Linked DNA regions of Mus musculus: region 2 is linked to region 1. The links are chromatin contacts, called in public HiChIP or PLAC-seq maps. All regions are on one chromosome and are shown on one strand. The core of a region is the stretch at or near the end of the contact, and the rest is flanking DNA. Distances in the headings are between cores, read along the strand shown. Region 1 overlaps Elfn1 (leucine rich repeat and fibronectin type III, extracellular 1). Region 2 overlaps Mad1l1 (MAD1 mitotic arrest deficient 1-like 1).

Region 1 (7,341 bases), core at 3,684-6,183:
CTTAGCCAGACCAACCTTAGCGCGTCAACCCGAGCAGAGGAGCAAGGGAGCAGGCTGGCCCCTGTCTGCTCTTGGCCAGGCTGGGTCCGTGCAGCCTCAGCCTCCCAGGCCTGCCCATCATAGCCCGCGGGCTCTGCCGCAGAGCGTTGCCGGACAGTTCTGGCTGGAGCCCTGCTGCAGAGGCAGGCGGGCACTAGCAGTAAACATGATCTATTGGCAAAACATTGGGACAGTGAAAAGTTATCGATCGATAGCTTTCCACCCATCTTTATGCGTCCCCGCCCTGGCCCTCGGCCCGGGCTGCCCCTGGGGGTGCAGGATGCGGAAGCAAGTCCACTCCACTTGGCTCGGATCCAGCTCTGGCCTGGCTGCATTTCTGGCTCCATGATTGAAGATGGGGCCCATATTTTTAGACACACGTGATCAGTCCTATTCGTCCGCCATGATTATACAAATCAGACCATAAGAAGTTTAAAAACCTGGAACACCACACTGAAATTCATCATCAGTGAAGGGCTGTGGGGTTGGGACAACATTACAAACACAGTTCAGTCTGTCATCCCCACCGTGTCGTGGGCTAAAGAGGTCCTGTGTGCGTATGTGTGTGTATGCATGTGTGTGTGTGTGCATGGTTGTGTGTGTATGTGTGTGTATGCATTGTGTATGTGCATGGTTGTGTGCGTGTGTGTCTCTGTGTGTATGTATGTCTCTGTGTGTGTGTGCATGCATCTGTGTGTGTCTGTCTGTCTGTCTGTGTGTATGCGCATGTGTGTGTGTGTGTGTGTGTGTGTGTGTGTGTGTGTGTGTGCATGTGTTCAACAGTCATTCCCGGACACCAGGCTCTGGCCCTTTCACTGTATGAATAACCCTGCAGGTACCCAAAGAGACTCAGATGGAAAAACAGGCCTGGGTTTAGAAATGAGAGGCTTGGCTTGACTCCTCACTCTCAGTTTCTCTGGCCCCTGACTACACCTTTGTTGTAAGAGGAGAGAAGTGGCGAGGAGCAGAGAGGGGAAGAACTGGACAGGAACTAAAGCCACACGTCCCACCTCTTATTACCCGGGTCCTCCCCCAATTCTGCCCATGAAGCCACTCACTGTAGCCAGGGATACTACTTGGCACTGACTACTCTGCCCTCCAAACACCCCACACCCCCTAAAGAGTGAGGGCTCTGATCACATGACCTTGTACCCTCGACCCCTCCCTTGTTGGGGGTGCACATCCTCCTTCCTGCCTACTGGTTTTATCTGCTAAGGCCTTCCATTGAATGCCCTGCCCAGCAGCCGTGGCCCAGATGCATCTCTCCTGCTCTCTTCTCTCCTGCCGGGCTGTGTTCATGGTTCTCTGAGGGTCCTCTGCTGTGCTTACACTCTATGCTCAGCTTCCCCCTGCTGTGGAGAGAACCAGGCACAGAGCAGGCTATGGCAGGAAGTTGGTTTGCTTGCTGCCCAGGCCTGTCAGTCTGTGAGTCGGGTGTCTAATGAGAGTCCATCAGAAAAGCCTCTTCATCCTCTGATTGCTCCTAGGGAATCATTGGATGATGCTCCTTTGGCCTGTGATAGATCCTCTCTCCCTCTCTCCCTCCCTCTCTCCCTCTCTCCCTCCCTCTCTCCCTCCCTCCCTCTCTCCCTCCCTCTCTCTCTCCCTCCCTCCCTCCCTCCCTCTCTCCCTCCCTCCCTCCCTCCCTCCCTCTCTCCCTCCCTCCCTCCCTCCCTCTCTCCCTCCCTCCCTCCCTCCCTCCGTCTCTCCCTCCCTCCCTCTCTCCCTTGTTCCTTCCTTCTGTATGTGTACATATGAATGCAGATGTGTATGCGCGCATGTATGTACTGCACACAGAGGTCAGAAGTCAGCCTCTATTTTTTTTTTCTTTTTGAGACAGGGTCTCACTAGCCCGGACCTCGTGGATTCAGCTGAGCGATCTGGCCACCAAGCCTCAGGGACACTCCTGTCTCTGCCTCCCCAGCACCATGGTCACACACCTAGCTTTTTAGGTTACAAGGCTCTGGATCCAGCTCTTCACGTTCACATGGAAAGTGCTGTAGCAACTGAGCCATCTCCCCCTGGGACATTTCTTTAAATGTCTAATTCTCCCCCTCAGGGACCTCTGCCATCGCCACCCAGGCCAGGAGGTTGGGCCCTCGCTGTGATTCAAGGCTTCCTACCTCTGATAGGTCCCTGGTCCTAGTGAGCTGAGCCAGCACCCAAGCTTGGCTCCTGCACTCTGTAAACGGAGTCTGCCTCCCCCAGTAGGCCTTGGAGTGCCTCACTGGCCCCCATATCTGCACACCTCACCTGCAATCTAGGAGATGTCAGGGATATGGAGACCAGTCGGGGTTCAGTCAAGTGGAAGGCATTAAGGGATAGCCTTGGACAGTCCAGCTGAAGGTCATCCAAGGGTTTCCATGAGAACCCAGCTCTAAGGACAGGATGGGGGCACAGAGAGCATCAGATACCTGTGGCAAAGGCTGCCATGGAGTGAACAAAACAAAGGTCAGGAATTAGTGCCTCAGAGGTCACCTGTAACAGGAACAGGAGACATCACTCTCTCAGATCCGGGATGAATGAGGCTGGAAAAAGATAAAGCCGAGAGACAGGTGGAGACCATGAGTCACCCTTTTGAGAAAGTTTGCTTTGAAGAGAAGGAGGGGGTGGGTAGGGAGGAGGCACACAGGTTGAGTGTGCTATTTGTTTCACTGGAAGATTCTAGAAGGATCGTATCCAATAGCCATTGGCTGCACTTCTGACATTAGGGACCCACACCCGGGCAGAGGAACCCTGACACGGAACATGGCCCGTTGCTGTCTGGTTCAGGTGATAGACTGAGCACAGTGCCTGGAAGTAGCCCCCTCATGCAGGGTCTACACACTGCCCTCCACCCTGGAGACTGGTTTGATGATTGAATTACTGAGTACAGAGTGAAAGGAGAGATGGGGGTATAGAAGTGGATGACAAAGAGAGATGCAGACCAGGGGGAATATGAATACGTGAGCTATGGAATGAGTGAGTGCATGGATGGAGGAGCTTGCATCCCATCCATCTCCCACTGGGACACTCACCCATCTAGGGCATATGTTCTGTTCCCCTGATAACGACTCCCCATGGTGGTCCCCTGGCCTCAGCACTCTGGGCTCCTCTTTCACCTAATTCTGTGTCCATGGCTCCGGGTGTCATGGGCCTGTCCTCTCAACCTGCCCTTGACCTAGACAGGAAGGGCCGATTCACTGTGACCCACAATGGGCCTTTCTTTCTGAGTCTCAGTTTCCCTGATCCTAAGCATGGAAGGAAACTTTTGCAGCCCGTGAGGCTGAGGTTGTGGGAGTCCCTGTAAGGCAGAGGCAACGTGAGAGGTGGATTCATCTTTCCTTACTTGAGGGACTGCTGACCAAGGTAGAGGGGACAGTCACGGAGTCCTGCCCATCCTGAAGACCCCGTCGCTGCTGACAAGCTTGGGTGTAGGATGGCAGACAACTATAGGAAGACTCAGATGGCCAGACCATGGCTGGCAGCAGGGTTCCTCGTACTCTGCCCTCATACAGCAGACCACCATCTGGCAGGCTCGGTCCAATGGGAGGTGATGGGGAGAGGGGGCTGTTTCCTATACTGAATCATAGCATAAACGGCTAGACTGCCGTGCATGGCGTGACGTGGTGACAAAGGAGTATGAAGGAGGCCAGAGGGGACAAAAGAGGACCTGGGGGTCCCCACTTAGCCTGTCCCATGTGTGTAGGTGAGCACAGGCATGCGTGCCTAGGAGGACAGAGGATTGCAAATGTCCGAGTGCACACCTGCAATTGTGTGCGTAGGAGGCTAGCACTCTGCAAGAGACACCGAGGCGCCTCTTTGGGCCTGTAATCCTTCTTAACTCGACTTTCAGTTATTTTGAGCAAGAGATTACAGCTGATTAAGATCTCTTGCCAGGCGCCACCCATCCCGGAGGCTGGGACAGAAAGGCTCTGCCCACCCGGGCCAGGGTGCTCAAGACAGACTCTACCAGCTCCGGCTTGAGCTTTCCTGTGCAGGGGAGGATCATGCCACCCCACTGTCCTATGTCCCCTTTCCAGCTCCGGTGCACAAGGCTCAAGCAGACCCTAAGCAACTGCACCCCAAGGTAGTACTTGGGTTCCTCTGGACCTCCAATCTGTCCACTTCATCTCTCTCTGTCAGAAATGGATTCCCTTGGGAGCCAGGTTCTGCTTATAGTGTTTGCAAAAAGGAAAAAAATATATATATATTCCCTCATTTTTGTCGCCTCAGTGCTGCCTAGTTTCAGCTGTCAATATTGGTGAAATACACTCTGCTGGCTGCTGGCCAGGCCACTGAGCAGTGACGGAGGCTGCTGTAAATCCCTGTATTAACAAGCTAACACTCATTTCTCCGTCCCACAAGTGGGCAGGGTGGGGAGCATGGTGTGAAGGACCCCAGTTCTACCATGAGGTCTCTTCCTGTCACCCCACAGTCCTATTCACATGTCATCTGGGCTCTGAGAATTGGGGAAGGGCACGGTCCTGGTGTACATGGCCAAGGGTGACATGAGGTAGAGAGGCCCAAGCATGTATGCAAATTTGGGGTGTGAGGTGTAGAGAGGTGGCCCTAGCCCTGGGAACCGGGTGATGTTTTTGTTAAGCTTAGAAATGACTTCTTTTTTGTTGTTGTTTTTAAATATTTTACATTTCTTTATTAATTGTATTTGTGTGGGGGCGTGGTCAGAGGACAACTTGTAGGAGCTGAATGGCTCCTTCCGCCATGTGGGCCCTGGGGATTGAACTCCGGTCATCAGGCTTGGCAGCAATCCCATTGATTTGCTGAGTCATCTTGCTGTCTCCCTCCATCCCAGAAGAACTTGGTAGAGCAGGCTGTTCCTCCTCCACTGCTACTCGGGGACAGCTTCAAGTCCTGCGTGCCACGTGGATGAATGGCCTCAGAGTTCAGCTAGCTGATTCATGAGGATGGTTCACTGGGCCACATGGCAGGAGCGTGCCAGGCCACTTCCCTGCCTGCCTCTTCTAGGGCAGAAAAAAGGTGATCTGCCTCAGGCCCGCGCATTGGCTGGGTGTTCGGCACCCCCTGCAGGCAGTTCTGAAGGTGCTGTGGCTGTCCCTTCTTGGGGAGAAGTGACTTCGAAGCGGTCCAAGGGGGCCGGGCAGAGAGCCAATAACTCAAAGAGATGGATGCCCTGCCCTTAGCCAGCTCTGCCACTCATTGCCTAAAGAACTCTGAGTCTCTTCTCTAGGCTGTTTCCCTGCGGATCTGAGGCTGTGCCTCCGTAACTGTGATACCTCTAAGCTGGCCACTCAAGGGGACATCTTGTCCACGTTGTACATGAAGAAACTGGACCTGAGGGAGGTCTGCTTTTCTTGATGATCTCAGACTCTCTCAGCCCAGCCTGATGATCTGGGACAAGCATGATGGTTTCTGTTTCACAGCAGACAGTGGTGGGTGGCTCAGCGGAATTCTTCAGTCAGTCACCCAGTGACTTTGGATGTGGTTTTTTTCTGTGACTTACTCTCTTCTCTTTTCTCTTGCAGCAGAGAGTACTTCAGGCAGAGGAACCGGGCGAAGCCACCAGGATACACAGGCCCATGGGAAAACAGGCTGTGGCCACCTTGGGACCGGGGAGGACGACAAAGGGCGGCGGGCAGTGAGGGAGCCATTCTCCCTCCCGACACCTGCGTCATGCAGCTTGGGACAGGACATCTCTGACAGTGCAGGCAGTGATCCATCCCACCCCTAAGTCCCCTGGGGGGGCCCACTGCCCAGCCCTCCCCCCATCCCCACAGGCAGTGTCCCGAGATGGCTGGGCACGGGTGGGGTACAGCGTGGGTACTTGTGGCAGCCGCCACGTTACTGCACGCGGGTGGGCTGGCCCAAGGTGACTGCTGGCTGATTGAGGGTGACAAAGGCTTCGTGTGGTTGGCCATCTGCAGCCAGAACCAGCCACCCTATGAGGCCATCCCCCAACAGATCAACAACACCATCGTGGACCTGCGGCTTAACGAGAACCGTATCCGCAGCGTGCAGTACGCCTCCCTGAGCCGCTTCGGAAACCTCACATACCTCAACCTCACCAAGAACGAGATCGGCTACATCGAGGACGGGGCCTTCTCCGGCCAGTTCAACCTCCAGGTGCTGCAGCTGGGCTACAACCGGCTGCGCAACCTCACGGAGGGCATGCTGCGGGGCCTGAGCAAGCTCGAGTACCTGTACCTACAGGCCAACCTCATCGAGGTGGTGATGGCCAGCGCCTTCTGGGAGTGTCCCAACATCGTCAACATAGATCTCTCCATGAATCGCATCCAGCAGCTGGGCAGCGGCACCTTCGCAGGCCTGACCAAGCTCTCGGTGTGTGAGATCTACAGCAACCCTTTCTACTGCTCCTGTGAGCTGCTGGGTTTCCTGCGCTGGCTGGCTGCCTTCACCAACGCCACACAGACCCATGACCGGGTGCAGTGTGAGTCTCCTCCTGTCTACGCAGGCTACTTCCTCCTGGGCCAGGGCCGCCACGGCCACCAACGTAGCATCCTTAGCAAGCTTCAGTCTGTGTGCACAGAGGGCTCCTACACTGCTGAGGTGCTTGGCCCACCCCGTCCGGTGCCAGGCCGGTCACAGCCGGGACATTCGCCACCTCCGCCTCCACCAGAGCCTAGTGACATGCCCTGCGCTGATGACGAGTGCTTCTCCGGAGATGGCACCACGCCGCTGGTGATCCTGACTACGCTGGTCCCTCAGACAGAGGCCCGTCCCTCCATGAAGGTCAAGCAGCTGACCCAAAATTCGGCCACCATCATGGTGCAGCTGCCGAGCCCGTTCAACCGCATGTACACGCTGGAGCAGTACAATAACAGCAAATCGTTCACCGTGTCCAAGCTGACCCAGCCTCAGGAGGAGATCCGCCTCACCAATCTTTACACACTCACCAACTACACATACTGCGTGGTCTCTACCAGCTCCGGCACCCATCATAACCACACCTGCCTTACCATCTGCCTGCCCAAGCCGCCCAGCCCACCGGGCCCCGTGCCCAGCCCCTCCACAGCCACCCACTACATCATGACCATCCTGGGCTGCCTCTTTGGTATGGTACTGGTTCTGGGCGCTGTCTATTACTGCCTGCGCAAGCGGAGGCGACAAGAGGAGAAACACAAGAAGGCTGTGGCAGCGGCAGCTGGCAGCTTGAAAAAAACCATCATCGAGCTTAAGTATGGTCCTGAGATTGAGGCGCCTGGCCTGGCTCCCCTGACCCAGGGTCCGCTGCTTGGCCCTGAGGCTGTGACTCGAATACCCTACCTGCCAGCCGCCACCAGTGACGTGGAGCAGTATAAGCTGGTGGAGAGCAGCGAGACC
Region 2 (7,086 bases), core at 1,891-4,390, 320 kb after region 1:
TTGGCACAGACCATCTCAGAAGAGGGCTCCAGTCCCTACTCTAGTCTATGCTCAGTTGGTTTCACCCTCAAGATGCCCTTCAAATTCCTATCAGAGCCGTTCCGCTTCCTAGGGCCCCAGGACTGTCACTCTGCTTAGAGTTAGAAGGACCTGGCACCCTGGGGTTCCTGACTTCAGAAGAGGACACATAGTAGGTAACAGGACTCAAGTGAAGCACCTGCTGAGACAAAATCCACCAGGGCTAGTCAGGAAAGTGCTTGCAGCACGAGAGAAGGACCCAGGCACGGTGGGATACACCTCCTAGTACCTGGAAAGCAGTCAGGAGGATCTCTGTGAGTTTGAAGCAAGCCTAGTCTACATAGTGAGTTTCAGGATAGCGGGGGATACATAGAGAGGATCTGTGTCTCAAAATAAAAAAGGGGGTGTAAGAGGCATTGGGGTACAAAGCATAGGCTTGCAATCCCAGCCCTGGAGAAGGGGAGAAAGGATCCCTGGAGCTCACTGGCCAGTCTAACCAGGACAGCAAGTTTCAGCTTGAGTGACAGACCCTGCCTTAAAAAATACAGTAGACACATACTTGAGTCATAGGACAGAGAAAAACCAAGCTGGTACCAAGGTGAAAGCTTCATTCCTAGTGAGCAGCCTTCATAGCACATGAAGGTAGGTGCCGTGCAAGCTACCAGACAGCTAAGCAACCCATAGTCTTACTGAGCTGTAAAACCTTCTGTCTACAACAACCTGCCTAGCAAGAGATGCTCCCTGGGCAACAGCAGTACAAGTGTTACAGTGTAACAAATGACCTTCTAATTGACTTAAGGCCCACCACACAGATGCAGTTATACCTTATGCTGTTAGCTAGATCAAGAATCCTGAAGGAGAATCTACTACTATCGTTCTGCTGAAGTATCTAGTATTAAATTGCCCCATAAGTACTTATCTTCATACTCATCCCTCAATCTTCATCAAAGAGACTTCTTTGTATGGTAGACAGCCATTAATACAGAAACCTGTAACTAGTTGGTGTACAAAAAATAAGAGACTGAAGCACTCAGCCTTAAACGGGACATCTGTATCAAAAGCCATCCACCAAGGTTCAGGGGTCACTGTGAAAGAGGGTCTAGAGAGTTCCTAAGAGCCAGAGGTCACAGGTACCTGCTGTGAAGCAGTATTCTCTAGACATGGCAGGGCCACTGCACCTAGGCACTCAGAGATTCTCGCTGCATGGATAAGACTTATTCAAGAGCAAGCCAGTGGAAATCCCAACATGGGCGGCAGAGGGCTTGGGGAAGGGAGCAGAATGAAAGGTACCCATGTTCCAGTAGGTGGCCCGACACCTATGCACACATTGGCAGTAAGTGGACTCTGTAGGTTGAAAGAAAGGACACTGGAAGTTGGGAGAGGATAGTGAGGGGGAGCTGGAAGGAAATGGAATATTTGGTCAAAATACATATGTGAAATTCTCTAACAATTAAAAAAAGGAAAGAAAAGAAGGTGGAGCATGATTGAGGAAGACATCTGACCTCAAGCTCTGCCCTTCACATACATGTATATAAGTATGATTATGCACACACCAAAGAAAGGAAAAGTAGAGGAAGGAAGGGAACAAAAACCAACTGTGAACCAGGGGTGCAGCCATAGCCACCTCCTGACACATCACCCCAGGTGCACATCACATCCCCAATGCTCTCAAGGCTTTGGGTTCTGCTAAATCAACTCCAAAGCAGGCACTTGAGATGAGCCCTATCTACACAACCTGGAAGAAAGGCCCAAAGGCACTGTGAGAAACAGCAGAGAGCACTGGTTGGGCCAAGCCACTCCCTGCTGTACATGTAGCTGCCTGTGTGCATGTGTGGTGTCTGCTCCAGCAAGCATTTCATCTCCACGCTCTACATCCCACTGCCTCCAGCCCTGCTCTGGCACATGACAGGCACAGGGATGACACTAGCCAACACAGAACATCTATCTCCCATCCTGTCCCATGGAAAGATGAGACCATCCACTCCAAGCAGACAGTCATCAGTACCCCAAGAAGACCCTCCTGCAACTTTATAAGTGGCAAAGAAACACAAGAGCTACTTCCCCAGCCTCACAGGTCCTGAAGCCCTGCTTCCCACTGGCAGGCACAAATGGGCCGCCCCAGGGCCTTGCCAGAGGCAACAGCCAAGCACCACAGCACACCCCTCATCACACTCGCCCCCAGTGTTTACTAAAAGCCTACTGCTCAGAAGACCAGCCCCTCCCTTAGGTACCAAATCATCAAACTTATGAGCTAGCTGACACAAAACCTTCACAATCTCCAGAACAGAAAACAGCCGGAGACTCTGTTAGGAATGAGTGAATATGTAAGGCCCCTGAGACCACTGGTAGGAAAAGCCCGCCACAAACACATAAGCCAGCAGGGTCCCTCCCTCTCCAGAACACAGGCCCCAACATAAGCAGCTGTGAGCAATAAGCCAACTGAAGCCCAGGAACAGACCACACTGCAGGTATGACTCTCCCTCTTTCACAGCTAGGCCTCAACTAAAAGCCAGCCATTAAGGACATCAAGACACCCAGCAGCTCGCTAACCTTCCAAGCACTGGAAGCTCTGGATATCCATCAACAAGACACCAGGGTCATTACAAACATTGAGCAGAGAAAGGTTAGCGGAGTGTGGGGCTGGGTTGGCCAATTTGCTCCCATCTTGGAAGTGAGTCTACCCACTCACTCTCCCCAAAGTCCCCCTAATTGGCCTGCACATCGGGGAAGCTAGTCCCCAGAACGTGTCATCTGGCTGGCCTAGAGATGCTTCAGCAAAGCCGAGGTCAGCACTTGCTGGCTTCCAACTCTGATTTGAGGTCAGCAGTTTGAAGTGGGAAGATGTCCGGCCTCCCAGGGCCCACACCACAGCACTTCTCAATGCCATTCAGCACACACACACACACACACACACACACACACACACACACTCTGACAGGTATAATGACCACCCAGAGGGATCTGAAACAAGGCCAGGTTCAGGCACAAAAGTGACAGAGTCAGATGCCAAGTAGCAGAGGCATTCAGCCACTGGCAAATTATTCCCTACACAGAACACAGGCCTGACTACAGAGGGTCCAACACTCACTCTGAGCCTGCTTAATAAGCCTCTTGCTTCCATCTGAATTGCTAAGTATAGTGTTTAAAAAGCCAAGCAGTAAAGTCGCCTGCTCTCCTCGCTCTGTTGTGACTCACTCTGCATCTCTGCTTGAACCTTCGAAAGCATACTCACCCAATTAAGCCATGGGCTCCCATTCCCTGACGGAAATGTGTAGAAATACAGCTTTTCAAAGGGCAATTTGGCATCAGCTATCAATTCTAAACACACAGTTTCTTTTGAACCAAGGAAAAAAAAGCCAAACACGCCTTTAGGAATTTATCTAAGCAATGCTAATGCTGTTTACTTAGGGGAAACAAAGTAATTGTCCCTCAGCATGGAGAAATCAGTCTGTCCATAGCATGCAGGACTGGGGAGTGACTCAAGCACTCGATCTGGTGCAGGTATAGTGCAAAGATTAGCTGACAGACACAGGACGTGGCTCAGGTGGACGAGTGTTGAGTACTTGCCTGGTGCCTTAGCTAGGTACTACTGCTGTGATAAATACCATGACCAAGACCAAGGGTTTATTGATCACAGTCCATCATCCAGGCAAGTCAGGGAAGAGGCTCAAGGCATGAACCTGGAAGTAAGAACCGAATGAAGTAGAGACCATGGAGGAATGCTGCTTATTGGATTGCTCCTCACGGCTTGCTCTGCCTGCTTTCTTATACCAACTAGGACTACCTGCCCAGGGTGGTACTGCCCCAAGTCAGCTGGGCCCCAAGACATCAATCATTAACCAAGAAAAGGCATCATAGGCCAACCTGTGGGGTTAATGAAGAAGCCTTTCTTAACTGAGATTTCCTCTTCCCAGATGACTGTAGCTGGGTCAAGCTGACATAAAACTAGCCAGCACACCCAGTGTGCCCTAAGACCTTGGTTCCACTCCCAGCACTATATAAAGTGGACCTAGAGGTGAATGCCTAAAATCTTAGTACTGAGGAAGTGGAAACAGCAAGACCAAGAGTTCAGGATCAGCTACTCAGTGAGCCGGAGGCTAGCCTGAGCTACATGAGTCTCAAAAACACAAACCAAACAAGGATGGACAGGCACAATAAAGGTGTTTCTGCATTCTCTGAGCACAGCTAGCAAATTAACCCAAGGGGCTTCTGGGAACCTCACCTTGGTGCCAGTCTTTGGAATTTGGTGACAACCTAGGATTGAGAACAGGCAGCCTAGTAGGCCAATCATTTAGGTCTGAGGTCTCAACCTGTGGGATCCAACCCGGACTCTGACAGTGTCTGAGCTGGATTGTAGGACGCCCAGCTGGCATCTACTGGAGAACTGCTTGCTGTGCAGAAAAAAAACAAACCATCTGGTGTCAGGGTGCGGGGCCGAGCAGGCGCCTGGGAGCAAAGAGGGAAGGGTCTATTTTCTCCTCCCCTGTCTCTTACCACGTCCTGCCATTATTAGGTCATCCATAATTACTGACAGCTGCATCTTAATGTTTGCAAAGCACAGATCTTGGACATGCTGTGTTAAATTTATCCCTCAGTGCTGCACTGTTTTGATGCTACTATACACGCCGTGTCCTTCCCACAGGTCACCACGGTACTCAGAAATACCGTCTATTCTTGTCAACTGTCACCCGTTCTAGGACCCTGCAGACCTGGCTGATGGGTCCAAAGAGCTTTTTATTGATACTTTGGAAGCCCTACAAGATTATGTTGTCTCCAGATAGTTTTTTCCTATCCAGGCCACACATCCTGATTTCTGCAGGGAGGGGACATATGTGCATGTGTACACACCCATATGCATGTGTGCAGAGGCTGTCCAAGTGTCCTGCTCTGTCATTCTCTGCTTTATTCTCTTGGGATGGGGTCTCTCTCTGAACTCTGCCCCTCACAGTGCTAGGGATACAGGTTACAGGCACAGGCAGCCATGCTTGGTTCTTCACATGGGTATTGATGACCAGAAGGAACTCAGGTCAAGCATACTTACCCAAGGAAGCATCTACTCACTCCCAGGATGACCTGCTCTGTAATTAGTCACACAGGTGAGGAAATTCAACAGGAAGGTAAGAACATGTGGCCTCATCCCCATGAGGGGCAGCATCTACAGTGTGAGCACGATGCTGAGAACACATGCCTCATCCCTAGCATAAGGGTCACCAGCGTTGGATCCGCCGCAGTTGTTTCCAGGTGCCTTCTCTCTGGTTCCCTTCTTTCTGAGCTTTCAGAATGTTCTCAATCAAAACCATCCTGCCAGCCTCTCTCCACAGCCACACCATCGTGCAGGCTGTTTCTGTCTGCAGTCATTTACTCTCCATACTGAAAGCCCTTTCCCACAGTCTGCCCCAAGAGACCAAGGTCAAGATGTCATCACTCTCCATGCTCCTCATGACAACACTGTGCCAACCCCCCACAGAACTTCAAAAAAATCCCTGAGGATTAAGGTCACTGGCTTACCCACACTGGTACTTGCCACACAACACAGAAGGCTCTGTTGACCCCATGCCACAGCATCATATGTGTACACTGCCAGGCACTTTCCTGCCCATTACTCTCCATGGCACAAAGCCTGTCCACCCCCAGCCCACATGGCCCTGTGTACATCCACCCCAGCTTACATGACACCATGTACTGGACACATCACAGATAGAGAGCACTGTGTGCTCAGCCCCATGTGACTCTGTGCATAACCACACCGTTCACAACAGTACCATCTGCCCCAGCCCCCATGCCCCATGGCACTAGATGCATCTGAGAGAGACATTTACCCCAGTCCACACGACCCTACTGACCTGGACACAAATAGATACAAATTTGTCAGCTCCAGCTCATGGGACTCCATACACTGGATTCACCAGAGGAAGACAGAAGCATGTGTTCCTGCCCACATGGCCCTGTGCACTAGACACACAGTAGAGAGAGCTATCTGACCCAGCCCACATGATTCCATGCACTGGACACAGGTTGACAGGCCCATTTCTCCTCACCCACGTGGCCCAATGCATAGGACACATCACAGTGTATCTACAGTTAGATTTCAGCATCTGATTCCTGGTTTACAGTGGCTTAAACACTCCCCCCTAATAACTCTAGGCTCCTCAGACATAAGAAGTGTCACAGTGCAGAGAGCAACACTGTTACACCATGAGGAACTCACACAGGCCAAAACACTCTTTTAACCTAGGTATGACGGTTAATCTGCATGATCAGTTTGGCTGGATTTACTGTTACCTAGGAGACACACATCTGGCACGACTGTAAAGGTGTTTCCATGGAGTTTCAAGCCAACCTGAATGGAGATGGCACAATTCAGTGAGCTGGTCTCAATAAAAAGGAGAAAGCAGCTGAGCCTCCACTCATCTCTCTGCTTCCCAGCTGTGGACACAATGTGAGCAGCTGCCCCATGCTCTTGCCACCACGCTCTCCACCTTGGTAGACTATACACTCACACTGGAGCCAGAGTCAAGCTATTCTGTCAGATAACCTGTCTGTCACGGCAATGAGGAAAGTAACAGCCACACTACGGCTGAGCCCCTCGGGGTAGCCAGACCTCATCCTCACAGGATCTGCACCATTCACCATCAGCACTCAGACCCTAGGGGACAAGGACTCTGAGAGATGATGGTCACAGATGGACAGACAGACAGGGAGAGCACAGACTTTGGTGACAACCTGCCTGTCCATAAGAAGGCAGCCAGTGGACCCAGACCCCTTGTGCCTCAGTTAACAAGATCCCTGATACTAGTGAGGAAGTTCCTATGGAAGGGCAGTAAGCCCCAAGACAGGCTGCCACAGGTGCTCACAGGCCTCCTTGAAGAAAGCTGATCATCAAGGAGGCAGTGCCACCTACTGGTTGCTACATCTCAGAATCCACAGTGTTACACATCAGACAGGTAGACATGCAGGCTGTCTCCAGCTAAAGAGTGCATCCTTGAACTAATACATAGTCATGTATGTGTATGGGTGTGCTGTGTGTTTGTGCTTATGTGCATTTGTATGTATATGTGCTTATGTATA

What was found. HiChIP or PLAC-seq counts read pairs in DNA pulled down with a chosen protein or histone mark.
Region 2: a contact with region 1 is called in an H3K27ac HiChIP or PLAC-seq map of SST interneurons, with 5 times the contacts expected there. The contact joins two enhancer-like sites. A contact is called at or near these places in 3 of 15 datasets of contacts at CTCF or cohesin (large pre-B cells, pro-B cells and stem cell-derived epiblast-like cells), 10 of 484 Hi-C or Micro-C datasets (the C2C12 cell line, CD4 T cells, DN3 thymocytes and 6 more), 3 of 115 datasets of contacts at active chromatin or transcription factors (SST interneurons, VIP interneurons and embryonic stem cells) and 1 of 9 other capture datasets (embryonic stem cells).

Annotation. Positions count from the first base shown.
Region 1 is chr5:139,965,453-139,972,793 of GRCm38.p6, forward strand. Elfn1 (leucine rich repeat and fibronectin type III, extracellular 1) reads left to right here. Exons shown (of 2, transcript NM_001384186.1): 2 at 5,526-7,341. The coding sequence starts at 5,791. Among named protein-coding and RNA genes, the nearest start is that of Elfn1, 61 kb to the left of the region's middle. Within about 2 kb of position 4,934, at least 31 of the 459 cell types and tissues checked have an H3K27ac peak or open chromatin away from gene starts, as enhancers often do. A contact at or near this core is called in SST interneurons, where this site is marked.
Region 2 is chr5:140,285,456-140,292,541 of GRCm38.p6, forward strand. The region is part of intron 9 of Mad1l1 (MAD1 mitotic arrest deficient 1-like 1); the gene reads right to left. Among named protein-coding and RNA genes, the nearest start is that of Mad1l1, 33 kb to the right of the region's middle. Within about 2 kb of position 3,141, at least 14 of the 459 cell types and tissues checked have an H3K27ac peak or open chromatin away from gene starts, as enhancers often do. A contact at or near this core is called in SST interneurons, where this site is marked.